4 separate regions of the Mus musculus genome follow, and regions 2, 3 and 4 are each linked to region 1. Evidence: chromatin contacts called from public Hi-C and HiChIP or PLAC-seq data. All regions are on one chromosome and are shown on one strand. Each heading gives the region's core, a stretch centred on a gene start, on an enhancer-like site or on the middle of the called end of the contact. The rest is flanking DNA. Distances are from core to core; before and after follow the strand shown. Region 1 holds the start of Mis12 (MIS12 kinetochore complex component). Region 2 overlaps 4933427D14Rik (RIKEN cDNA 4933427D14 gene). Region 3 overlaps Aipl1 (aryl hydrocarbon receptor-interacting protein-like 1). Region 4 holds the start of Xaf1 (XIAP associated factor 1).

Region 1 (6,161 bases), core at 599-3,098:
GGCAGCCAGCTCATCAGTCTATTCTCAGATCACATTATTATTACTGTTGTTGTCGTTGTTGGTTGTTGTTCCTGTTGTTTGTGTGTTGAGACAATTCCTTGGTATGTAGTTCAAGGTGGGCTCAGGTTCCTGACTGCTGGGACTATGGCCACATTAGTTCTTAACTAGTTGTAGTCAAATATAAAATCTCAACACATCAAAGACACACTAAAAATTATGTTCTTAAGACAGTCTCTCTCTCTCTCTAGCTCAAGCTTATCCAGCACCTGCCATCCTCCTGCTTGCTCTGTCTGCACCTGGCTCCCCCCTGGCAACTCTAGTTTGGTATATAAGGAGTTCCCAAATACTTAGCAGCTCTCAAACCATTCTAGAGTCCAACCAGGCTGTGGAATGCCCTCTTTACATCTCAAAAAGACCTGTAATCAGAGATTCCCCTACTGGGTTATTTTTTTTGAGACTCTATTTCACAGGATTTACTACTTACTAAACGATACGAAAAAAAAAAAGATAATGAAAACATTAATCACAGTTGCTATATAGACCACTTACTTGAAAATGTTTAAAAATTAATTCAGGATTGAAGTATAACTGAAAAGGTGTGATCAATTCCAACTGCTGAAATGGAAAAAGAGCTTCTTGAAGCCGATCAACCGCAAAACAAAATTTCATCATGAACCACGAAGGATGAGTAGATCTAATCATTTCTGTCCCTTGGAATACATTTCTGTCTTGCTTGTGACAGCTGGTAAGAGATTCTTTAGAATTTGCACAACCGTTTTGTATAAACACACAATGTCAGTTTGATGTTGCAATATTTGAGGATGCTATAAGGCAGGCGGGTGAGCATATTTTAGAGACAAGCCAACAGCATCTTTTACAAATCTGTGCGTCACGTGGTCACCACCTCAGCTAGGTGAGACAACTCGGAATAAGGGGTTTAACTAAGACCCTGCTACCATTAGGGATAGGTACAAGCGGCCAGACACTTATATCCATAGGCCGTCTTTTGAAAGATGTTTCCAGATAGCTCGAGATTTCTATACTCAATATAATAGTCTGTGAACCTAGCGGACCTCACTCCCACTAGTCACCTGGACCTCTCAGACACATTTTTGGGTGGGCGGCTCCCGCACTTCTGATTCACTACAGGTCTGGATTTCATTTGTCTGAAACTGACCTGGCCCTTCACGAAGGGGCACACCCTTCTCAGGTCACTGGCTTGGCACCCTTGGGAATATCCCAAACCCTAGAGTCAGCTCCGGATGTCTCCACCCACCCCTGGGACCAGACCCACTGGGCTTCTCCGCGGCCCAAACCCGTTTTCTGAAGACGCAGTCATAGCTAGCCTGGAAAAAGAGGATGTGGCGCCACAGCTGCTCACCACGGCCGCGGTGGTGAGGACGCAGGCGGTAGTATAGGCGCGGCTGACCGGCGGGATCTGCAGGTACTCCAGCCGGAGGCTCTGGTACGCCATCTTTCCCACCGCGCCTGCCCCCCTTCCCCTTCCGCCAGTATGCCAGGCGGCGGGGCGGACTCAAAGCTGGCCTTCAGCCTACCCACTCCTGTCCAATCAGCGCTGCGTACTCGGACAGCCACCAATCGCTGGCGCCTTGGGGCCGCTCACCCACCAATCAAGAGTTGCGCCTCTGCGTCGGTCCATCCTTACTTCTCCGCCTACCAACGCAGAGAGAAGGACCAGTTCCGTCCGCCAATCCCTGCCGGCCACAGCTAGCTTTCCCTCCTTGTCGCCTTCCTTTTACCAATCGCAGTGGCTCCTTTTGACCCACGGCTAGCCAATCAGGAGTGCGATCCAGCCCGCCTTGGCGTTCGTTCGCAGAGGCAGGTCTCAGTCGATTCGGAGGAGCCGGTGTTACCGCCTTCTTCCAGCCGCTGAGTGTAGCTTGAAGGAAGTGGCGGGAAGCCGGTGTGGGGCGGAATCCATCACTCCCGGGATCGCTTCGGTAGGGGCTGTGTGCTCTCCGAGGAGGAGCGGAAAGGGCGGGACCGAGGAGTGGCGTCGGGGCGGCGGAGCGTTCTGTAGGGAATCCCTCCGGTCTGGCCGGCCTGGGTACGGAGACCTAGAGTTCCCGGCATGCATCGCGGCCGCGGGGTAGTACGGGAGCTGGAGCTGAAGGAAGCGCTTCCCGTTCTGCGGTTTCTGGGCCTTGTCTGTGGCGGTCGTAGGCTCTGAAGTCCATTACATTCGTCGAGACGGTGTGAGGACCTCTCATGTTTATCTTCAGCCGCAGGAACTCTAATCTAGCAGAGAAGAGACGGTAGATGAAGGGAAAGCGGAGGCGGTTCTTCAGGGATGTGTATTCGAACTGGCTCTGGAATCTGCGCCTACTGCATGCTTACTTGAAGGAAAGAAAATAGAATTAGATTGGGCTGGAGCAAAGACTATCCTGACCGTGGCAGACGTGTTCAGTAAGTTATAAAGAAGCTTTAAAAATTGTGGGACAAAAAAATGCGACCGTCAAGACTGGTAGGAACCAAGTAAAAAGTTGGAGAGAATGGCATTTAGAAGGAAGACTAGAAAGCTGAAAGTAGTTGAACCGACCTGTGGCTCCTAGCCACTCTGAAGGCTGAAGCCAGAGGATTTGTTCCATCCTGAAGTTCTAGGCCAGTGTGGACAACGTAGAATGGGAGCAAACACTGGGGAGTGGTCTTAGCAACTTGTTGGTAAAACTGCATCTTTATAGCTACTGCCTCATTATAGCATTGGCAGTGTCCAACAGAGAAAAGGCAACATTGGAACTTTTCTCAAAACTGGAAGTTTGGATGTAGGTATTTGGTTATGTAATCATGGCGCATCAATCCAGGAATGGTGAAAACTTGGAGGCAAAGTTAGAGTGCAAACTTAAGAGAATTATAGGGTGCAAGTGGTCAGTTGATTGGGTAATTTGTAACAGATGACCAATCTATTCAGATAATGAAAATACAGTCTTTAGGAAAGTCATCTCAATAGAAACAACATATGTGAAGGTGGAAGGTGGAGGTAGTTTCAGTGTCCAAACAGTATGCGAAGCCATATGGTCTTAGTCTTCAAAATACAGTGTGGGTCTGGGAATCTCGTGCTAGAGTGCGTACTGGTATGTACAAAGGCCCTGGGAATACTCTTAGCTCTATAGGGAAGAAAAACAAGTTTATGACTACCAAATTCACAAAAGTTAGAGTATTGGTAGATACAAGAAGTTCTGGTCTACTCCAAGTGAGTGTAAAACAGCTTAGATATTCTGAGAATGTTTTGGCAATCTTTAGTGACATTATACATGCAAATAAAGTAACAAGTCCCCCAGAAGTTAGTATAGAAAAATCTCCATCATCCATCTGTTATGATTAGAAGATCAATTAATACCTCCAAGGCTCCTAGCAGTTAAAGTGAAAATGAAGACCTGTTTTGAGACCCTAGTTTGAAATATAAAGGATGTTTTTCTTGCATAGTTCTACATATGCAAAACCAGTTTTCTAACCCATCAGTTAGGAGCAAAAAAAATATCCTTATAAACTCAAACTTGTAACGTTGATTATACAAGAACAGATGATGCTAAGGTTGCGTCCTTTGGTGGGATAACTAAATAACCACATCGCCCTACTTAGATGACTTTGTCATTGTGTTAGAGTAGTGAGGAATGAATTAGTCTCATAACCAAGGTGAGTGAAGACATGGACACAGAATACACGTTCCACTTAAATTTTGTAGTCTTGAGTAGCTGTTCTCTTATAACACAGTGTCTAAAAGGTGGTTCTTGTGTGTAGGTGGTCATGGCTCAACAGTAAAAAGCCCAGACTGCTTCTCCAGAAGACCTGAGTTTGCATTACAGCGCATGTTCAGTATAACCCTGGCTCCAGCCTGTCTGACACCCACTTCTGGCCTCCAGGGGCACATACATGCATGTGGCATGTGCATATAAAGGCATATACACATAAACAATAAAATCAACTCTTTCAAAAATTATTGTATAGCCGGGTGTGGTGGTGCACGCCTTTAATCCCAGCACTTGGGAGGCAGAGGCAGGCAGATTTCTGAGTTGGAGGCCAGCCTGGTCTACAAAGTGAGTTCCAGGACAGCCCGGGCTATACAGAGAAACCCTGTCTCGAAAAACAAACAAACCAAAAAATTATTGTATAAAACTGAAAGACTTGAATATTTTCAGATGACCTACTGACTGAATAGAGAGGAGTAAACAAAAGACAAAATTAAATGGATGAGGTCTGATAAAGGAACTGCCAAATAAGAATTTTAAAAGTTTATTCCAATTATAATGCAGACTCTTCTGACTTTAAGGTCATATCATATGACATGTTTCTGACTTTGTTCCCAACAAAGTCTCTTAAATGTATCCCTGATTTATAGATCTGTGCAATGTTTGGCGTTAAAGGATCATGCAAACTTGTATCACAAAACAGATCCACAAGAGGATGAAGTAATGTAGAAATAGTTAAGAGTAGGAGATCAGTCGTTACCATTATTGTTACTATTTGAGAGCTTCTGCAAATGTAGCCCTAGGTGGTTTGAAGGTAGGAGAGTGGATTGCCAAAGAATATTGTGCCTTGATATGAACTGTCATTAATTTTATCCTTGTGGCTTGCCAGTGAAACATATCTTTAGCTGAGCCTGCAGAATCTTATATTGGAGTATCAAGGACAAAATCATAAAGAAATCATGAATCTATTTCAGTGTCATAGTCTGGCTTTTATCTGGTTCCTCACTATTTATTTATTTATTATATATTTTTTCCTCTTCTTTTATCTTTGCATGCATGTAAATATACTCACCATGTGTGTGCCTGATTTCCTTGGTGGCCAGAGAAGAGATTGGATTCCCTGGGACTGGAAGTATAGATAGTTGTGAGCCACCATGTGGGTGCTGGGAACTGAACCTGGGCCTTATACAAGAACAGCTGGAGTTCTTAACTACTGAGTCATTTTTCCATCTCCACTAATGTTGTTGTTTGTTGTTTAATAATTTTAATTTTTGAAATATATGTTTATGTGTATGAGTGTTTTGTTTATATGTATGTATATGCACTACATGTACATGTAGTATGCCTGGTCTCCTAAAGAGATTAGAACAGGACATTAGATCCCCTAGATCTGGAGTTATGGATGGATTCTGGAAACCAAATCTGGGCCCTCTGCAAGAGCAGCAAGTAGACTTCATGCTGAGCCATGCTTTAGCCCTGCTCCTCATTACCTTGATGTATGCTCACAAGTCTGACCAGGTTTCTTGATGAAGAGGAATGGGTTTCTTTACATGGATGGTTGACTTTGTGCCACCCTTTCTCTTGTCCTTTTTGGAACAGCATCTTCTTACTAAATTGGCCAAAGGTTGGCTAGGGCATAGATGTGGGCTGTGGGCTGAGAGGGAGGAGAGATGAGTGGCTGAATCCCTTAGAAGAAGCATTTTTTTTTTTTTAAACATTTCTGGTAGTAAGATGCTTGAACCAGGGTCAGGGATTTATGTAGCTGGTGGATAGGATTTTACCTAACATGTATGATGCCCAGATCCAGATTCCAACATAAAAAAAAAAAGTATTAGAACTCAATGAGGTGTTTGTCACAAAGAGCATGAGCACTCTATGTGGGATTTGTGAATATGATAGAACTGCTCTACTACTGTGGTCAGAGTCATTCAAGTAAATGAGCGCAATAATATGGAATGACAAGGACATAAAAATGTAACATGTGTATATTAGACTGTTTGCAGGGGCTGGAGAGGTGGCTCTGTAGTTTTAAGGGCTCTTGCTGCCTTTACAGAGGACCTGAGTGGGATTCCTAGGACTTACACCTGGCAGTTCACATCTGTCTGTAACTCCAGCGGACCTAACACCTTCTGCTTGTTGTGGACATCTTCGTGTATGTGTATGTGTCCATACACAGATGGATGTATGCACATACACATAAAAAGTGAGTTCTAGGTCAGCCATACCTGCTTGACTAAAAACAACAACACAAAATTTAAGACTATAGTTCTAGCATCCTGCTCCTTGGGAGGCTCAGGTAGAAAAATTGAAAATTTGAGGCTAGCCTAAGTAACATAGTGATGCTCTGTGTCAACAAAACAAAATCTTAGTAGGAACATAATCTGTGAGAGGTGTTCAGGAAGTAAAACTCTTTCCAGTCCAGAGATGATCTATGAACAACACTACAGAAACAAA
Region 2 (6,448 bases), core at 1,603-4,102, 1.2 Mb after region 1:
GAAATTAAAGGCTTTTTAGAATTTAATGAAAATGAGGACACATCATACCAAAACTTATGGGACACAATGAAAGCAGTGGTAAGAGGAAAACTCATAGCTCTTGAGTGCCTCCAAAAAGAAACTGAAGAGCGCTTACACTAATAGCTTGACAGCACACCTGAAAGCTCTAGAACAAAAAGAAGCAAATACACCCAAGAGGAGTAGACTGCAGGAAATAATCAAACTCACGGCTGGAATCAACCAAATGGAAACAAAAAGAACTATACAAAGAATCAACAAACCAGGAGCTAGTTCTTTGAGAAAAATCAGCAAGATAGATAAACCTTTAGCCAGACTAACCAGGGGGCACACAGACAGTATCCAAATTAATAAAATCAGAAATGAAAAGGGAGACATAACAACAAAATATATCTTAAAATAATTATTGGTTAGTATTAATAGTTGAAAATATTAAAACCATGTTCTCAAAAAAAAAAAAAAAAAAGGAATATCTGGAGTCTATCTGCCACACAAAGTGCTCCCTGTTACAAAACTTTTTTCATAGAGAAAAGACTTGCAAAACCTCATGTTCTCTAGAAACAAGTTCTTTTCTCTCCTGTTGTCTGCATACCAGGAATGGCCATACAGTGACCTGTCTATACCAGGAGTAACCACATAGTGAGCTGTTTCAGCCCCTCCCTAACAGGTATACAGAAACACTGAGTAAACACTGTAAATGCACGCTATTAATAGCCATTCATTAGGATCATAACGTACCTTCTTAGTATGTTTAATTTTTTGTGGACTCAATTTATCCAATTCTTCCTGGATTTCTTTTACCTGTTTTATGAAAAGGGAGAAACAAAGCTTTTATGTCTGTCCATTGATCTTATAGAAAAACAGACCCTGGTTTATCCAAACATAACCCTTACTAACCCAAGTCACTTAAAAATGAGAAAAGGCTTCTTACTCATTTCCTATATCTACTAACACCGAATGATTTCTGCTTTAAAACGGTTAACAGAACTGTTCTCAGGCCCCCAATCACCATGAGTGACCAACAGAAGGATTAGCTTGCTGAGTCTTATGAGCCACACTAAAGACTTTTCTTTCTACTAGGTGTTCTAGTACATATATTTGATCCCAGCACCAGGAAGGCATAGACAGTGGTTATCTGAATTCTGGGCCAGCCAGGGCTACATGGTAAGAGACCCTTTCACACCATACACACACACACACACACACACACACACACACACACACACACACACACACAGAATCTGACATGGTAGATCTATGTTTCAGAACCATCTCAGATAGAAATAGCTTGTGGTATAGCACTTGCCAAGAACAACTTTTGTGGCAATGGTGTAAAATAAAAACCAATATAGGATTAAAAAAAAAATACATAAGAAAATCTAACTATGACATTTGCTTTTAAACAAACAAACAAAATATAGCTTTTGGTTCAAGCAATGAAAACAAACATGTAGCTTTAAATGACCAAAATGGGTTTAAAGGTTTATTAACAAATAAAAGTTAAAGTTAAAACAAACTTTAAAAAAATCTATTATATATACACACACAAAAATCCAATGCAAATGGATGTTTATTAACCATTAAATGTTTCTTGAAAGACAATATTCTTCATTTTCTATCATAAAATAAAGAATAACCCATGTAATAAAACTACGACAGATAGAAAAGTCACTCTAAGACTCAGGGTCACATGTACAAGCACTTTTTCAGAAGGAAAAATGTCTTTTAGTAGACTCAATAGTCTATGCCCCCAAAGTTAAAAACAACATGCATGTCACACACACACACACACACCTTTCTGTCAAAAGAATGTGAATCACTAGTTCATAGGTTTAGGAAATTGACCCTGAAAATTCATTAGCGCTTATGCAGAGCCCTTGTGACTGAGGGAAAAGTAAGTACAAGTCTCTAAGAAATCCACATGCAGGCCACTTGCTCCAGCTTCCCTGGCTTTTCCAAACCTGCTGCTGAAGAACGTAGAGCATGCGGGCACAGCGCACGGCTTGCTCCTGTCTCCTGACTCGGATTCGATGCTCTTCATCTGGATCCAAAGCCTCTTCTAGTCTATCTGAAAGTATTTCCCCACATTAGGTTAAAAACCACACACAGACACTTTAAGTACTTAATAGAGTAATTAATAGCTGACGTGTCTTACTAAGGAAACAGAGAGGCTGCCTTAGCGGACTTAACGTCTAACAGCCAAGGCTGAGACTGAGTGAGTGACCTGTGTACAGACTCAGGGAAAGAAGGGACACAAAGATGCTGGCAAGCTGTCCTGTGCACCAGAATTTACCAAAACAAATTCCAATAGACAGCAAGTTCATTATGTCAAAACTCTTTTATATTGAGCCAAATGTACAATGCTTCCCCTGTCTTTCAAAAAAATTTTAAAAAAATCTTTTCTGGATTATTTTCATGTAAAGTGAGATTATTTTTACTGAATTATTTATCTTGAATCCAAATGAGAAATTCTTTCTCTAGCATTTTAAGATGGAAGTGCTAAAGTCATTTGGATGTATAAGTGTCAAGCTACATGTCAAGAAACTCACTCTGGTACACACTGGCTCTCCATATTTCTGTAAAGATCAACGCAGTCCATTTCTGGAATACTGCCCAGGGGAGAGCCAATCTATCCATTTCTTCTAGACTATTGTTTCCAAATATATTTATACACATTCTTTTATAAAACTCTTAACAGAAAAGTTTGATAAAAGCACGGCTCTGCTTGTGCGCATGTATTCCGAGTTGGATTTCCTCACTGACTGCTACACTGACTGAGAGAGGGTGAAGAGCAGCTCTACAGTGCAGCTCTCACCAAGCAAGCGTGGGTTTAAGTCCCAGCAACAGGCCGGAAATGAGTCAAACAAGAACAATAAGGCAACTAGGCTGCTGAGAAAGGCAAAACTTTGAAGCCAGAAGTTGCACATACACAGGAAAAAGTCATATGGGCGTCTCTAGGGCAAGTCATCGCCACCTCTATTTGAGTTACACAGTGGAGAGAAAATCCAAGCTCACATACCCGTAAGAACAGAACCAGGACCTGGTTCTGGCAGGAGATTAACTCTTCACCTTGATGTGAGTGTAAAGCAGCCAGCGGGGCTTGGGAAGCCCAGGCCTCTGAATCAGAACTGAGACTGAGCATCCGCAGGCCTCCTTTAGCATCTGTCCTTGTCAGGGCATTTCTAGCATAGTCACCAACAACTGGTGACCACTGAACTACTTAAGGGAACAAAGTAACCCAGGTCAGCCTGGCCTCCACAGAGCTTCTAACTCAGTTCTAAAGGTCCTGGCCTTAGGCCAGATCACCAGAGCAGGAGACCTGGGAGCTCTGTTCCCTGGAGCTTGCCTTCTACCTAAAGCATCTGGTGGGGTTACGCTACACACCAAAAGTAAGGGATAATGAGAAACAAACCACAGTACTTCTGGGTGTTCTATGGAGATGTTCTGAATGCCCCATGATGCTCAAGCATTATAGGATGTGCTCATCAGGAAGACTGGAGGCGACATTTTCTGGCTGTGTGAGGAAGCTGTTTTCCTCAGGCAGCTGCATTTTGTTTCAGATATTGCTGGTCTACAACTGGTAGCAGTTTCTCTGTAGCTGGTCCCAGAGCTAGGGGATGAAGCTGTACCCACCCTTAGTACATCTCTTTTTTTTTTCCTACCCAGCCACATCCCCAGTGGGAGTTTTATCTTATGTCAACCAACAGGTACACATTTACGCTTTTTCTCTAACAAACATATATGTTTAAACTTTAAATGCAAAATATAATTTTAGACTACGTACTATCCTAGCCCAGGAGCACCTTTTGCTACACAACTTTTCACACCCCACTGTCTAAGAGCTGGGCTTGATGGTCTACTTGTTGGCTATAGTAACCCTACTCTCCATTCCTGAATCTATTACTTCTCAAGGAAATGCTAAGACCCTGACATTACTAACTACTGTGAAAATGGTATACAATGATTATACTTCTTACTTTTACCCTGTGGTCATATATGATGTGGCTTTATCTACAATATACATATATTATAGTATTTTTTAAGACTTATTTATTGTTATACATAAGTACACTGTAGCTGTCAGACACACAGGAAGAGGGCGTCAGATCTCATTATGGGCGGTTGTAAGCCACCATGTGGTTGCTGGGATTTGAACTCAGGACCTTTGGAAGAGCAGTCAGTGCTCTTACCCCCTGAGCCATCTCACCAGCCCATACTATAGTATTTTTAAAGCAAATTAAAATAATTTTTCAAGAAGCAAATATGATAGGATGCTTTGTATGTAGGTGCTAGATGTATGGTCAGGCAATCCACACCCAGGGGGTGGGCAGAGCAAACTCATCAAAGAAAGGAGACCTATGTCAGACTCCAAGTCCAACTCTCTTGGAGTGGCTGCTAAGCTCTACGGAACCAACTAGCTCACAGGAGGCAGCAGAACTCAGCTGGCGTGTGCATTGGGGGAGGAGGCCCAAACAAATGAATGCATTTAAATTATCCCAGGCCATGGCATCTCATCAAATGAAGAACTGAGTTTTTCTCACCTTTTTTCGTTAGTGCTTCTATCTTACGGATACAACCACTCAATTCCTTTTGGAGTCGCTGAACTTCTAGCAGGCCTTTCTGTTCCCACAGGTTTTTGTTCTCCTCTATTCTGGGTTGCGGCTGAAGTCCTGGATCATGGGTAGGTGGTGAATTTGGCACAGTAAGATCAGCTCGTCCTGGCTGAGATGTGTACACATACACCTTAGCGCCCGAGCTGGAGAGGCTTACTCTGGACGGCTGGTGGCTGCAATGACAGACATCCTGACTCTTGGAGTCCTTCCTTTCCACCTTGGTGTGCATACCTTTGTGAGAGCTATGGGGCAGACTTCTGAGATGATCTTTCACGTGTTCTTCAAATTGTCTTCGTTTTACATCTCTCTTGGCTAGGTGGACAGCATAGCTAAGCCTCTCTTCTGATATGACAGAAAATGAGACAGAACTGCTTAATTCATTTCCAGCTTTAAAATCCAAGTCTTTACCATGATTCAATTCATTGTATGAGTGTTTCAGTTTTTCAATTTTAATTCCATGTGGGCAAGAGTACCGGACTGCCAAGTTGCTGGGATTTGTAGGAACATTCCTATTAAATTGCAGCTGGTTCTTTAAGAAATAAATAAAAGTAAGCTCACATTAGAAAAATAATATATTGCAAAGCATACACACACACATACACACACACACACACACACACACACACACACTCACTCACTCACTCCAGTGACCAATATTTTACCTAGAAGATTATTTGTATGAAGAGATATTTTTCTGGTGTGCCCACAGAACCACCCGTATACATGACATACAAGGTTCTCTACTAAATCATCTAACCAACCAGCAAGTTCTTCAACTCCGAATTACAGATCTGCCCTGGTTCAGAACGTCAAAGTCGAGCAGGACACAGAGACCCTGGGTTGGAGCTTTCGTAACAACAGCCCCACAGGCATGCACTGCACAGCAGAGCAAAGCCAGTGGAGGCTACTCCGGTCTTCCCGAGACCTCCACCGGGTCCTTACACAGTCCTTTACCCTGTGCCCATAAAGCATTTTGTCCTAAACAGTCCACTTACCCAGGCTTACACAGACTTAAGTTCTTCCCAGAGTTCATCCTAACAGACAGCCTTATGATGCTCTACACTTAAGCATAAACATCCTTCTACATTCCTCACAGACTTTAAGACTACTTTCACTGTTGCATTTTCTAATCTCCAAAAACCAGCCTTTCAGGCTGAGCGACAATTATATTGAACAAATAAGATTATTCTAGTTTTTCCACTACTAAGTCTATTATTAGTACATGTGTGCATTTAGGATTTTGTTTTGTTTTTCTGTTTTTACATTATTTTCTTAGGTTAAGTAATATGTTCTAGGATTATCAGGTCAAGAGAAATAATTGTATGACTTTACAACTTAAAAGAGCCCCCCTGCTGGGTAAGGGAGTAAGGGGATCCATGCCACGGAGTTCAGTGGACCCAATTTCAGGACACCTTCACTGGGAGCGCTCCCTAACACTCACAGTAAATGTGCTCAAACAATCACATAGATATGCTAAACCTCGAGGAACTTTTTGGGAGGAGGTGGTTAATAAAGGAGTAGGAGAAACTTCACTAAGGAGAAAACACTTGAAAGTGCACAAACTCAAACAACAACAACAACAACAACCAGGAGCTAACATCTGTTACCTTATTTGGGGAAAGCCTTTTCTCTGAACATAATTCAATACCCCAAGATTGGTATACACACCAGGGGACAAGTAAGCCGATGAATCCCCTCTAACGTGAACACAAGAAAAATCTCTTTAAACTACTATTCAAAATTCATACGTAATAAAAGGATCTCTAATGTGAGGGGAAGTGAAATGACACATGAGCAATAAATCTGACTACATTAAA
Region 3 (5,996 bases), core at 101-2,600, 1.0 Mb after region 1:
CTAGATTTTAAATTGAGCGTGTGTGTGTGTGTGTGTGTGTGTGTGTGTGTGTGTGCGCGCACATGGCCATGCAGCTAGTAAATGTTGAGAGCTGGTTAGGAACCCAGGCTTGTCTGACTATTCCTTGCTCTTTAGCCTCCATTCTATTCTGGCCCTATATGTGGAGACAGAGGACAGGTTATGGTATCTGAGGGGACCCCTGGCTGATCATTATCATCAGTGATTTATAGCCAATGTAACACAGACTGGCAACAGTGACCCCCTTGTCGGAGGCAAGGGGACAGCCAAGAGAAACAAAGAGGAACAGTTATACATAGTTTTTGGAAATCACCGACATGTCACCATGCAGAGTTTGGGAGCACAATGCTACAGGTCAAGTTGTGAGAGACCAGGCCGCTAGGAATGACAGCTCAAGTCTGAAGCCAGGAAGCCTGCTGCCATAAACCCCGGCTCCGAATAGGTTACCGTCAGACCTCTCACTGCAAAGTGGGAGATGCATTGTAAAAAACTGAAAAGATAAAAATCAGCTGAATCGAGGTCCAAAATGCCAGCATGCAACAGTGCCCCCTGCAGGCTACTTGAGGAACATGATTGGCGGGGGGGGGGGGGGGGCGGGGGGGGCTCAGCAGAAAAGCTCCAGAAACACAATCACCCTGTGAACAAATGAGCTGCTAAAAAGAACACATCTTCTCAAAAACAGAAACTCGAACGGTCCATAACGACTGAAACGCATTCGGCATCCCCAGCCTTTAGGAAAATGATCATTGAAACAGCCTCGAGAATCCTTCTTGCCCCAGTCAGAATGACTGTCATCAGCCAAATGGGGTGGGAGTTTAAACCTGTACAGAAACTACAGAAATAACTATCGAGGTTTGTAAAAATAAAATATAAACTAGAGAGAGGAACAGGAAGCCTGTGTTGTAGCTGAAAGGGGAGCCTCTTCTTTGCCTACAAGACAGAACCCCGGGAAACCTTGACAGGTTCGTTTGTCTAGGGCACCAAGAATGAAACTCAATCCCTCCAAACTGTCTGGATGTCCAGCCCAAAGGACACTTCCCATCCTTCTACCTTAACCAGGGACCCCCTAGCCCTAGCCCCTTGGTTTTATAAACTGCTTTAATGAATAGTGTTCAGCTGGAGAGAAAGGCACAGGGTTCCAAGATCATCTGGCTGTCACTGACTCTGACCCCTGGTACTGTCTAGAGTCAGAACTGGATGTCTTCAAGTCCTGTCCTTCAAAATCAAATCCATGGGATTTCTGAGATGACTCCGGCTTCTGACCTGGTCAGCCTGGGATCTATGCAAATCAGACAGAGGTGCCTTCTTCAATCCCTTGCCTGCCACCTACTGGGAACCGGTAAGCACTGCACATATCTAAAGTAGACACAATGAGGTTAAAGGTGGGAAGGCTGGGATTCTGCGTGTGGTGTTGTGTACAACTGCAACAGCCAGTGCCAAGCCTCTCTGCCACATTAGCTGCACCCACCTCACCAGTCTCCTCTCTGGCAGCACTGTTTCTTGCCTGAGCTACTGCAGGAGTCTCAATGCTTCTCTCCTTCAATACAAGCTCAAACTTGCCACAGAAAGATCTTTCTAGAAAGCTGATTTGATCTTTTCCCTTCTCAGAGACTCCTCACTGGTTTCCAAGATCCTGTCTGAGCACCTAGCTTTTCTCCTAAGACATCCTGGTCTATATAGGTTTCCCACCCCACCCCAACCCTGTCCTCGCCTAGACTGACCATAGTCCAGCCCCATGCCCAGCCTACTCTGTATCTAATCTGTCCTGTTTTGTCCCATGCAGCATGAAAGACAAATGCCTCGTCGTCGTGACAGTAACACCCTCTCAGGTGAGGGCCTTCAGAATGCTCTAAAAGGAAAGTGTGGAGACAGCGGTGTGTCTAGAACTCAAGACACTAGTGAGTGCAAACACTCAGGGGACTGGCCTGGGACAAGATCGAGCTTCTCACTCTAAACCTTAGAGGTTCCACCCACTGATGCCTTGATAGTCAGCATCTAGCCTCCAGAATTGATAGGTGACATTCTTGTATCAACTTAAATGGGCCCTCAGGTGCCAGATGTTTGGTGAACATTATCCCTGGCATCTATATGAGGGCATTTGTGATGGGCTGACATTTAAATTAGCCAACTGAGCACAGCACATTACCTTCCTCCTGTGGGTGGGCCTCAGCCAGTCAGCTGAAGGTCTGACTAGAACAAGCAAGTCCACCTTCCCTCCTGCTTGCCTGTCTCGGGCTTGGGGCATAGAACTTACACTCCAGCTGTCCTGACTCCCAGGCCTTGGATTACACAGCAACACTCCCGGTTCCCAGACCTTCAGTCTTGGAGCAGCCCTATACCCCTGTCCTCCCTGGGTCTCAAGCTTACCTCCTTTGTCATGAGGAGGGCCCTTGAAAATCACAAAAACAACTCTCCCTTCTTGGGTGACAAAAAAAAATAGTCTGAAGGGAGGGAAGACTCAAGATAGATGCTCAGAAAAGAGGAATGGCCACGTCAGCTCCTGCCTGGACTCTCTGCATGGCTTATGAGAAGCCTTGGTGAAGGACATCTCGAATCCTACAGCGCAGAACCCAGCTGAACACAAATGGAGGTAGAGCAAACAAAGCTCCTGGCCATCTGATTCTGGTACCTGTGTCCTTCCGAGGATGGTGAGAAGACATTCACGTTCACACATTTTTTTCTTCTAATGAACATGAATGCATTGTGGACAGCACTGATAGGCTGAGCAGAGCTGCAGAAATTGTATTTACAGCCATCTGCCGAAAGAGGGAGCTAACGGGTTCCATCCACCAGTAAGCTTTGTGGAACTCAATTAACCCAAACCTCCACCTTCTTGGTGATGGTGTACAACCTTTAATTCCAGCAGGCAAGAGAGCAGAGACAAGCCCCTGAGTTCTAGGCCAGCCTGGTCTACAGAGTGAGTTCCAGGACAGCTAAGGCTATACAGAGAAACCCTGTCTTGAAAGACAAAAACAAACCTCTGCCTTCCCTACCTAGGGTCTGGATGCCTCATTGGCTACACCAGAAGGGGCTAGAAGGCCTGTAGTCATGACCCCAGCCAGATAGACACTGTGTCTCCCTTTCCTGCCCAGCAGCAGGCTGGACTACTAACTTTCACCAGGCAGCATGGTTATGAATTTTTCAAGGGGTGCCCATGGTTCTCACTGGGGGAGACATATCAGTCACTCACACACACTCACACACACACACACACGCACGCACGCACGCACGCACGCACGCAGCACGCGCCACCTCTACCCTGCAGGTGGGAGCCGACAGCCTTGACATGGCTGAGGAAACACAAGCACTCAGGCTGATCCTCAGATGATATTTTTATTGGTGGTGAGAGGGAAGGTGAGATTCCTTGCTCGTCACAGTCTCTCACTAATGAGAACAGCAGAAGGAACAGAGCGGTCGAAATTAGGCCAAGAGCTGCGCAGACTCAGAGCATGGGAAGTAAGCCTGAGTGCTTGCCTTCAGGGAAGAGGTGGGAGGGGGAGGGAGAGCTCCAAATGGCCTCCCAGACAGACAGTCTGATGCCACCACTCACAGACCAGTGGATCAAGGTTCAACATGGGGCCTCCAGCTACAAACCCAGGCAAGGCCCTGGGAGGGAGAGTCTAGATGTCTGCTTTCAACAAAGTAAGACTGGACACTAACCAGGCTCCTCATGACTGTCATGATATGGTGATGATGCCAGGATTTAGCAGCTTTGCATGGGAAGGATCTAGTGATGTGTGTGTGTTTGTGTGTGTGTGTGTGTGTGTGTGTGTGAGAGAGAGAGAGAGCTGTCTCCAGGTTGGATGGGACCACTGCCATCTTGAATCTGAACTGTGGTCACTCACTCCCAAGAGACCTTCACAAGATTGGAATTGTTAGCATCTTGGGTGGAGAGGGACTCACAGACTTCAGGAGATCAAGGGCCCCTCCCTTCCCTGAGGTAAACAATTGAATGGAGTGAGACTCTTCAGTGGTATAGATGCCCAGGGGACTTCCCCATAGAGAAGCTGCCTTTGAGTGCCCCTTGCTATCTAAGTAACCTCAGAATGCTCGCTTTGGTCTACAAAGCAGAATCCTCTTTTAGTCTGCCAGTATTATCTCTATTTGGGGTGAATAGACATTTCTTTATGCACCCCAGAAAATCATGTAACCATAGTTACTATAGGTAAGATACAGCTCGTTCTTGATTCCCCAGCCCTAAGGTGCGAGAGGAGAAGAGGAAAGGGGAAGTCTGAGGCCATCACTCCTGGCCCTTCAGTAATGCTCCTTTCTAGGCCCCTTAGCCACTTCAGAGCTGCCATGCAGGTACTTGGTGGTGTGGACCATCCAGGCTTCTCCTGGGGCAGCACTGCTGGAGGAGGTGGTAAAGGTCTTCTGTCCTCCCTCCCACTCCACAGTTCAGGGCTCAATGGCCTCACGATACTCCCTCATGTGCTCCTGCAGGTCCCTTCCTCTGTCCTCTCCTGCCTCCTGCTCACCCTAGACATGGGTCATCTACAAGACTCAGACCCAAGTCAATTTTTAAGAGCCCGACCTTTTCTCCTGGGCTCGGAAGGCTGACACTGAGACCTAGATGCCAGGAGCATCCTCATTATGATGGCCCGGGGATCAGGGGATCGAAGAATTGGGAAAACTGCAATCAAAGCCTGCCAGCGGGGAACACACCCGCACAGCCACAATCATGTAAATGTTGTTTATTGATTTTTCAGAGGTTCCAGTCATCCTGAGCACAGAGCACAGACCTCATTTGTTTGCAGAGCTCAGAGTGGATGTTAACCACCAGCGTGGTGGAAGGGAAGTACATCCCGCCCTCAGGGAGAGAGGCGCACAGCGATGGCTGGCAGGAGTCCCCAGAGTCACCAAGGTCAATGACATTCAGAGAGGTTCTATCGATGAAGTGACAAAAAGGGGCCAAGAGAATCAGAAACCCCAAAATACAGATACCCAAGCCCAGGAAAGAGTGGAACCCCATTTGTAAGCAACACTGGTACATGATACAAGTGGCTGTGATAGAGACTTGTGTGGAGACAGACAGACAGACAGACAGAGAGAGAGAGAGAGAGAGAGAGAAACTATCAGAAAAATATAAATAGGCATGGTGGAAAGAGTAGGGGGAGAATTACCAAAAAAAGGAAAAAGAAAAAAAAAAAAGAAAGAAAAGCTAATTTTGTTTGAAAACATCATTATGGTTGTGGGTGCTAAGTAAAAAATACTTTTAAGTTGGCACTGGAGAGAAGGTTCTGCCGCTGTGAGCACTTGCTGCTCTTCCAGAGGACCTGAGTTTGGTTCCCAACGCTCAGGTAGGGCAGCTCACAACCACCTGTAATTCTAGGTTTATACCATCACAAGTCCTCCCCTGGCCTCCTTGGGTACCTGTACACATATGGCAGACACACAGACACGAATACACACACAAATAAAATCAAATAAATCTTTTTTTAAAAGTTTGTTTATTACAACTGAGCTAAGGAATGGTAGTTGTCCTGTGCCCTTTGTTAATTTGAGGTTTGGGGGAGGGGCTTTGATTTTCCATGGGCATCTATGACTTTGATCTCACAAAATGCATTTATTTATGTGTGCATCTATTTATTTGTGTCAGAAATCAACCCCAGGGCTCCAGGTTTGCTAAACAAGCTCTCTACCACTGAGCTATATCCCCAGCCCTAAGACATTAGTCTTAATGTGATTTAATACGGATATGCGCTTAAAAGTGACATCAAAGACCTGGTTAATTGAACCAGGGATGCCCAATCTATGCTTGCTGCACGGGTAGCCCACGGGCTGTGAGAATGCAGAGAAGTCACTGGTAGCCTCCTGGTAGCCAAGAACACCTCCCCTGGGGTACCCTGCAGCAAGAGGAGCAGCGTGCCTACCGATACCCAGTCCATAGCCCCAGCCCTCGCCCCAGGGCTTCAACCCGCAGCTCCCACCCAACCTAACCCAGTCTAACTCAGTGGAATCCAGCCCAGCCTAGCCCA
Region 4 (6,947 bases), core at 1,666-4,165, 1.3 Mb after region 1:
GTACCCGCAGATTATGAGCCCAAGTCATCCTTTCCTCTTCTAAGTTGAGAGTGTTTTGCCACAAGGAGAAAGGCACCCATTCAAAGGGACACTAATCTGTTATGGAGGGGAGGCATGGCAGCGGGCGTGCGACAGCTGTCTGTTAGCTGACACAGAGAGCAGAAAGTGATCAGACCTGAAGCAGGGCTAGACTATAAACCCCCAAGACACACTGCTCGTTAACCTGTTTTCTCTAGCGAGGCCCTACTCCCTGCAAGTTTCGTAAGCTCCTAAAACAGCACAGTCAGCTAAGGGAGCAGTATTCAGACAGAGGAGAATTCACATTCAAGTGGTAACCTATATCCTTGAAGGACCATGTTACTGATTGACAAGGTCTCTGTTTATACTTCTGGGGCTCAGTCATACAAATTGGCTCAGAATAAACCAATTCTTCTTTCAGAATGGTCAATAGAAACTAGTGTGATTTATTATTATTATTATTATCATTATCATTATTTCTTGCTTGCGCTCGACTGGCCAGGAAGAACGACGCTGCAACAGGATCCTTCTGCACACGTTTATTGGGAGAGCTTGATTGTAGAGGCGAAAAGACCCCAGCCCAGAACTGGTGCTGCTTTTATAGGCCTAGGAGAGGCGTGTCTCACACCCAGATTGGTTATGCACTACGCCTCATTTGCATGTTCCTCATTTGATTGGCTACTCTCTCTCTCTGTACCTCACAGAGCCTCATTATCATACCTCATTTGCATGTCTCACATCTGATTGGCTACTCTCTCTCTCTGTACCTCACAGAGCCTCATTATCATACCTCATTTGCATGTCTCACATCTGATTGGTTATACTCTCAAAGCCTCATTATCATGCCCGGGCCAGGCAGTGTCTTTGCAAAAAACTTTACTGCATATGTACACATTGGTTGTTTGTCCAAACTTATGCGTGGTGGCCAGCAGTAGTCAGTGCCACTCTGCAACGGCACATGTGGCTTCCCACAATTATTGTTTTCTTTCAGCCATGCTAAGGATTGACTCTAGGGCCTTGTGTAGGCTAAGCAAGTGCTGTACTACTAACAACTAACAGTTTACTTACAGGTAAAGAAGATACATTCTATAATGACAGGAGGAAGCATAGTATAGTTAAGTTCTCAAACCAATAGCATAGCTGCCTGTTACGATTATCAAATATGATACTCAATATTCAAAACATTTGTGTGTGTAGAGATCAAAGAACAACTCAGTGGAGTTGGTTCTTCCTTCCACCACGTGCATCCCGGGGATTAAACTCAAGCTGTCAGGTTTAATGGCAAGTGCCTTTATCCGCTGAGCCAGCCATATATGAAATGTGTGCTATATTTTTTCTTCATTTTTATTTGACATTTTAATGCATGTATGTAATGCAACTTGACCATGTTCCCGCACCTCTCTGCTTTCTTGCACCCTGCATTCATGCCAAGGGCACACAAGTGGAAGTGATTCACTGCTGTGTGTAGCATCACTGGGTGACAAGACTTCTGCAGTTCTTCAGGTGTAATCTTATATGGCTACTGTGCTATGTACAGTTGCACTGCTGACAGAAACATCATTATTCCGTACACGGCTGTATTTGTGAATGTATCAGTTGTCACTGAGATATACTTTGTGATGTGTGTGTGTGTGTGTGTGTGTCTGTGTGTGTGTGTGTGTGTGTGTGTGTGTGTGTGTGTGTGTGTTAGATCCTAACCCCAAAGCCTTATGCATGGTAGGCAAGTGCCATACCGCTACCTCTACTCCAAAACCCTTTGATCATTTTCATTTATCTAATGACGCCCTGTTTCTTCCTTGGAAGGGGGGTGGTGGTGGTGGAATGAACACAGGAAACCAGCAAATCGACTGACTTCCATCATTTTGCACTGTGATAATTTTGGACATGGGCTGCCTTTAACACAATTTGTTTTCTTTGAACCTCATGAGGTCAGCTAGCCTTGTTGGGTAACTGCCTGAGGCTGTGGCACCTCGCTGGAACAAACATATACTGACACAGCAGCAGTTTTGCATGCAAATTCTAGGAGCACCTGGACCTTAAAGTTGCCTGGGAGCTCCAGTGTAACCCGGTCAGCCAGGAGACAGTATCCAGAAGGCTGAGGTGACTCAAGCTCCCAATTGGTTATCTTGTCTGGATCTGAGCACAGCTCCTCCAGCTCCGTGCCTGTGGCAGAAGGGTCACACCTTGGACCACGTTACCTGGGAACTTCTGTGCAGGTTATTCAGCCCCTTGCTGCTCGATTTTACCAGTGAGCATGGGATAGCAAGACCTCCTCATGGTTTCTGTCATCTTGGCTTACATTATTGTTTGCCATTATTGTTTGCTTTGTTTTGTTTCCCAGCAGAGGACAACCTCAGGAGACACAACACAGTTATCCCTGGCCATTCCCAAGACTTGCCCCAAACCCTGTAGCCTGAGCATCCAGCACCCAGAACCCCCTGCTCAGTTCCTCACAGACTTTGTTTTCAAAGTCACCACAAACTGGAACCCACACAGGGGTACAGAGCTTGCAGGAGCTTCTTCTTCAGAGAGCAGACTCAAGCTTAGCATCTCAGGAGAGACCAGACAGAAACAGTAGGAGTCAGTCACAGGTTGAGAAGTGGGCAGGGACCCCATGGAAACAAAGCCAGTCAGGGAGGGAGGGGGAGAAAGGGAGGAATTGTTGTGCTGCCCAGAGGAAACCCGACAGCTAACGCCCACCCTGGAGGTCACAGTCACGGTAGCACAGAGGCTGCACAGGACAAGGGGCATGACAGAGGACTAGCCCATGCTGCAGAATGGCCTTCTGGGAGTGTCTAGCTGCCAGGATCTGGGAACCGCCCTGAGCTGAGAATTTTTGAAGTCTCCTCCCTGCCGCTGTGAGTCAGGCTGGGCAAACACTTTCAGTTTTGTTTTCCTGTGTGCAAAGAAACGAAACTCCACAGAAGCACTGCAGGAAGCTTGACCATGGAGGCTGACTTCCAAGTGTGCAGGAACTGGTAAGAAGGCATTTTCTCCAGGGCTGGCCAGACAGAGGGGCAGGGCAGAGCAAACAAATTCTGAAGTGATGGGGATGAAGTACAACACCAGAGGGCAAGCCGAAGGGGACTGGAACCTCTGGAGTGAAGAGGTTCCAAATCTCTAAGTAGAGTGCTCAGTGGTACCTCAATATCACTGTTCCCTCTTAGCTTGGGTATTTCAGGCTGGCTAGTTTTAGCCATGAAGTATGGAGGGACTGGTCCCTAGCAGGCTATTCCTGTCAGAGCTTAGATCCGTAGCAGGGGTGGGGGGCATCGTGGTCTTCCCACCCATCTGTGAGAGGACCCTTTGAGAGATGTTCCAGGGTTATTCCTGTCCTCCGCCTGACAAAGGAGCTGGGAGATAGAACATGGAGGGCTGAGCAGGAGGCAAGGACCACACCTCCAAGTAAAAAGAGCTGGTTCCTCAGCAGACCCCACCTGTTGCAGTAACTGGGGTAAAGCTCCACAGAGATCTTTGTTCCACTTCACCTTTCAGGATCTCTGGTCTATGGAGTATGGAGGCAGGCAAAACAGAGAGGGCAAACAGAGCAAAGGACGTCATTCTGTGCGGTTGTGGGGACAGCTGGATCAGGCTAACAGCAGTGAGGCCATGAACCAGATCACAGGGGCCTGAACAATTGGAGGCCATGAGCCAGATCACAGGGCCTGAACAATTGGTCCTTTAAGGATACAGCCTGTTTCCTTTCTCCCGAGCTGCCGTGAGCATGAGCAGATGGAATGGGTTGGCAGCGTTCCTGGTGATGAGCCTATCAGAGGAGGACACCCTGCCCTACAAGACTCCCCTGCATCTCAGATGCTCTCTGGGTAGCTGCAAGGGAGCCCAGGGACGGGAGACAGCGTGGTGGATGGACTTTTGCTCTTGAGAGTTGGGAAACCCTTGGAGGGTCTGAGGTGTGGTCAGGGCAGAGCTGCACTGCTGTGCTCCCTTGTTCTCGTGATGGCCTTTCTAGGAGATAACTGGAAAAGGATAGAACTTTACCTCCCCCAACCCTGTCTCTGTGGGGTGATGCTGAGGAGTCGTTCCAGGCACTGAGCCTAGGGCATTGCACAGAGCAGCCAAGCACTCTGAGCTGCGTTATCCCTGGCTCTGTTTTTCCCTTTCCTTTTGACACAGAGTATCACTAAGTTGCCTAGGCTGATCTTGAACTTACTCTATAAGCACAGATAAGCCTTAAACTAGCCATCTTCCTGACTCAGGCTCCTGAACCCCTGTGCCAACAGCCCTAGCTAACTTGTACATGTTTGAAATATACATCTTGATACACAGTACTTATTTGTGAAACCATCTTACAATCTAGGAAATGAAATCTATCATCAATCTTGAAAGTTGCCTGTTGCCCTGGTACCCTCTTCCTCCCCCTCTCCCAGGCACAGTGCCCTCACACCTATTTTCTGATGGCGAGCTTATCTGTTTCACCAGCACTGGCAGGCATAGGAATGCATCATCAGCATCATCACTGTTTTCCCCAGGCCGCAGGCCTGGAAAGAGCTTACCCCAGGTATGCAACAAGGCGTCATGTCTTATGCTAAGACACTGTGCCTTTCTTTCTCCCCCACCCCCACTTTATCCTGAAGCAAAAGAAATGTGGCCTCTCTCCACTTCATGCTCCACGAGGCCCACTGCCTGCGCTTCATAGTCCTTTGCCCAGAATGTGAAGAGCCCATCCCAGAGTCAAAGATGAAAGAGCACATGGAAGTTGTGCACCAGCAGGTGAGCAGGTGGGCAGGTGGGGCAGAGGCCTGGGGGGTCAACAACTGGAGTCCAGCCTTCCCTGGCCTGGTGGGTAAGTTATTTAGCCCCTCCATGTTTGGCCTCTGTTTTTTGTTTGTGTTACCCTGAGGCTGTCCCTAGTTTCTCCCTTTCTTCTTGCTACCCCAAGACTATGGGTCTGGCAGAACAAAGGATCCATATAAAGAAAGGCTAACTGTTCTTCAGAGACTTGTAAGGAGGAGGCAGGAGGGCCCATCTCAGTCTTCTTTCCTACCTTTTTGAGTCAGTCTCTTGCGGCTTTATCTTTCTGAGAATCAAGTTCAGGCATCCATTTAGATTCAAGCTGACCCAACAAACACTTCAGTCAAGTTGATATAAAACTAGCCAGAACAGTTTGAGTAGTTTGGACTATGTCAGCAGCTTGTGCAAGCCCTCCCTTTCTGGAGTAGGAGTGAATTCTTCTCTATAGGCAAATAGGATAACCTGGTTGAAAGACAGAGAGGCTAGTCATAAAAATTCCCACCACCACCATTATCTCCCCACCTGAGAGGCCAGGAGAATGATGAAGGACTATCCTACCCGAAAGATGCAGATTCATCTGCATCTGAATATATTCTTGCATATATGCATGTATACATACAAACATACATACATGCAAACATACTTACATACATATGTACATGCTTGACAGAGGAGATTTCCACCATCCATGAGTTAATTTCTGCTAATTTGACATGGGCTGTGGACACCTGGGAAGAGGGAATCTCGGTTGAAGAATTCCATCAGATTGTCCTGTGGGTGCATCTCCAGGCAATTGCCTGATAAATAACTGAATTGAGAAATCCCAGTCCACTGTGCCAGGTGGTCCTGGATTGTAAAGAAAACAAGCCAAACAAGCCAGTAAGCAGCAACTCCCCCATGGTCTCTGCTTCAATTCCTACCTCCAGGTTCCTTCCTTGAGTTCCTGTCCTGGCCCTCAATGGTAGACTGTGGTGTTGAAGTATAAAATGAAATAAACCCTTTTCTCCCCAAGTTGCTTTTGGTCATGATGTTTATCACAGCAACAGAAAATAAACTAGAATAATGAGTCTAAGGAGTTCATAATCCCCAAGGACACTCTGTGCCTCTGACCCTTGCCAATATTTTCTTTGATTGACTTCAGTTCCCTTAGAGGTTGGGTCTATGTCCTCCATCTTCCCACAGACCAAGGAAAGCCAACAGCACCCTGCCAAGTGCAAGTTCTGTGAGCTGGCCGTGCAGCTTAGCAATCTGGATGTCCATGAGTCCCACTGTGGCAGCCGGACAGAGCATTGTCCACACTGCAACCAGCCCATCACACTCCAAGTACTGTCTCAGCACAAAGCCATGTGTCTGAGTGCAAAGGGCAGGCCTGAGGAAGGTGAGCAGCAGAGAGAAGCTGGAGAGGGAGAGGGCAGCTTCCAGGGCTAGACAGTCTCCTGGGCAGGATGCAAGAAGTAGAACCCTTGACTGCACAGGGGAGGTGTGTCTATTCTGTGTGTTTCCACTAAACTGGAGTAGCCTTCTTGTGTGTCTGCAGCAGTCTTCAGTGACTTAATCAGGGAAAACAAGAGGCGGGGGGGGGGGGGTTATAAGAACTCACACTGAAGAGGGAGAAAGCCATAGGGAATCCTAAACATGTAGGGCTTTCTTTTCGTTCCAAGGACATGGCGCTAGCCTGGTAAGGTGCACCTCTAGATGAAAACATACAGAGAGATCAGGAAACAAAAGTGGACACCCCAGTTTCCATCACCGAGCTGGATCCTAGGCTATTGAATGTTTTTATCATTCTGTAATTTGAGAGAGAGAGAGAGAGAGAGAGAGAGAGGCAGAAGCAGCTTGAGGATGGAAGGGTTTACTGTGGCTCACAGTGTGAGGCCATAACAGCCTTGATGTGTTGGGGAAGACATGATCACAGCATGAGGTACTCCTCACTGTCTCCCTGAACCCACAGTCAGGAAGCAGAGAGCACAAGATGTGGGGTTGGGCTAAGAAACCTGAACCTAGTGTCTGACTTCTTCCAGGGAGGCTCTATCTCAGAAGGGTGCCACAACTTCCCAAAACAGCATTTTAGTAGCTAAGGTCCAAGTGTTCAAACACATGAGCTCACAAGCAGGGCAGAGTGTTTTCATTCAAACCACAGCAATTAGTGATGGCCAGATGGGAGGCTGCTGCTTCAA

Evidence for each region. Hi-C and Micro-C count contacts between places; a contact is called where the count stands out from the background. HiChIP or PLAC-seq counts read pairs in DNA pulled down with a chosen protein or histone mark.
Region 2: a contact with region 1 is called in a FOXA1 HiChIP or PLAC-seq map of pancreatic cancer cells. The contact joins the enhancer-like site here to the promoter of Mis12 in region 1. A contact is called at or near these places in 6 of 39 promoter capture datasets (cranial neural crest, embryonic stem cells, hippocampal neurons and 3 more), 6 of 484 Hi-C or Micro-C datasets (B cells, embryonic stem cells, erythroblasts and 1 more), 11 of 115 datasets of contacts at active chromatin or transcription factors (the 230-238 cell line, differentiating embryonic stem cells, embryonic forebrain and 7 more) and 2 of 9 other capture datasets (adipose tissue and embryonic stem cells).
Region 3: a Hi-C map of rod photoreceptor shows a contact between it and region 1, with 2.2 times the contacts expected there. The contact joins the enhancer-like site here to the promoter of Mis12 in region 1. A contact is called at or near these places in 10 of 39 promoter capture datasets (the 3T3-L1 cell line, cranial neural crest, embryonic stem cells and 6 more), 1 of 15 datasets of contacts at CTCF or cohesin (pro-B cells), 5 of 484 Hi-C or Micro-C datasets (CD4 T cells, cerebral cortex, embryonic stem cells and 1 more), 5 of 115 datasets of contacts at active chromatin or transcription factors (astrocytes, embryonic stem cells, forebrain and 2 more) and 2 of 9 other capture datasets (adipose tissue and embryonic stem cells).
Region 4: a Hi-C map of B cells shows a contact between it and region 1, with 7 read pairs. The contact joins the promoter of Xaf1 here to the promoter of Mis12 in region 1. A contact is called at or near these places in 3 of 39 promoter capture datasets (embryonic stem cells, hippocampal neurons and liver) and 1 of 484 Hi-C or Micro-C datasets (B cells).

Annotation. Positions count from the first base shown.
Region 1 is chr11:71,017,763-71,023,923 of GRCm38.p6, forward strand. Mis12 (MIS12 kinetochore complex component) reads left to right here and starts at 1,849. Exons shown (of 3, transcript NM_025993.3): 1 at 1,849-2,427. Derl2 (Der1-like domain family, member 2) reads right to left here and starts at 1,541. Exons shown (of 7, transcript NM_033562.4): 1 at 1,382-1,541; 2 at 550-615. The coding sequence starts at 1,474.
Region 2 is chr11:72,193,804-72,200,251 of GRCm38.p6, forward strand. It overlaps 4933427D14Rik (RIKEN cDNA 4933427D14 gene), which reads right to left. Exons shown (of 19, transcript NM_001361564.1): 3 at 4,560-5,160; 4 at 1,980-2,086; 5 at 757-819. Among named protein-coding and RNA genes, the nearest start is that of 4933427D14Rik, 10 kb to the right of the region's middle. Within about 2 kb of position 2,853, at least 49 of the 459 cell types and tissues checked have an H3K27ac peak or open chromatin away from gene starts, as enhancers often do. A contact at or near this core is called in adipose tissue, pancreatic cancer cells and trophoblast stem cells, where this site is marked.
Region 3 is chr11:72,023,266-72,029,261 of GRCm38.p6, forward strand. Aipl1 (aryl hydrocarbon receptor-interacting protein-like 1) reads right to left here. Exons shown (of 6, transcript NM_053245.2): 6 at 5,452-5,996. The coding sequence ends at 5,989. Among named protein-coding and RNA genes, the nearest start is that of Aipl1, 11 kb to the right of the region's middle. Within about 2 kb of position 1,351, at least 13 of the 459 cell types and tissues checked have an H3K27ac peak or open chromatin away from gene starts, as enhancers often do. A contact at or near this core is called in neural stem cells and rod photoreceptor, where this site is marked.
Region 4 is chr11:72,298,714-72,305,660 of GRCm38.p6, forward strand. It overlaps Xaf1 (XIAP associated factor 1), which reads left to right and starts at 2,916. Exons shown (of 6, transcript NM_001037713.4): 1 at 2,916-2,996; 2 at 4,614-4,749; 3 at 5,953-6,148. The coding sequence starts at 2,965.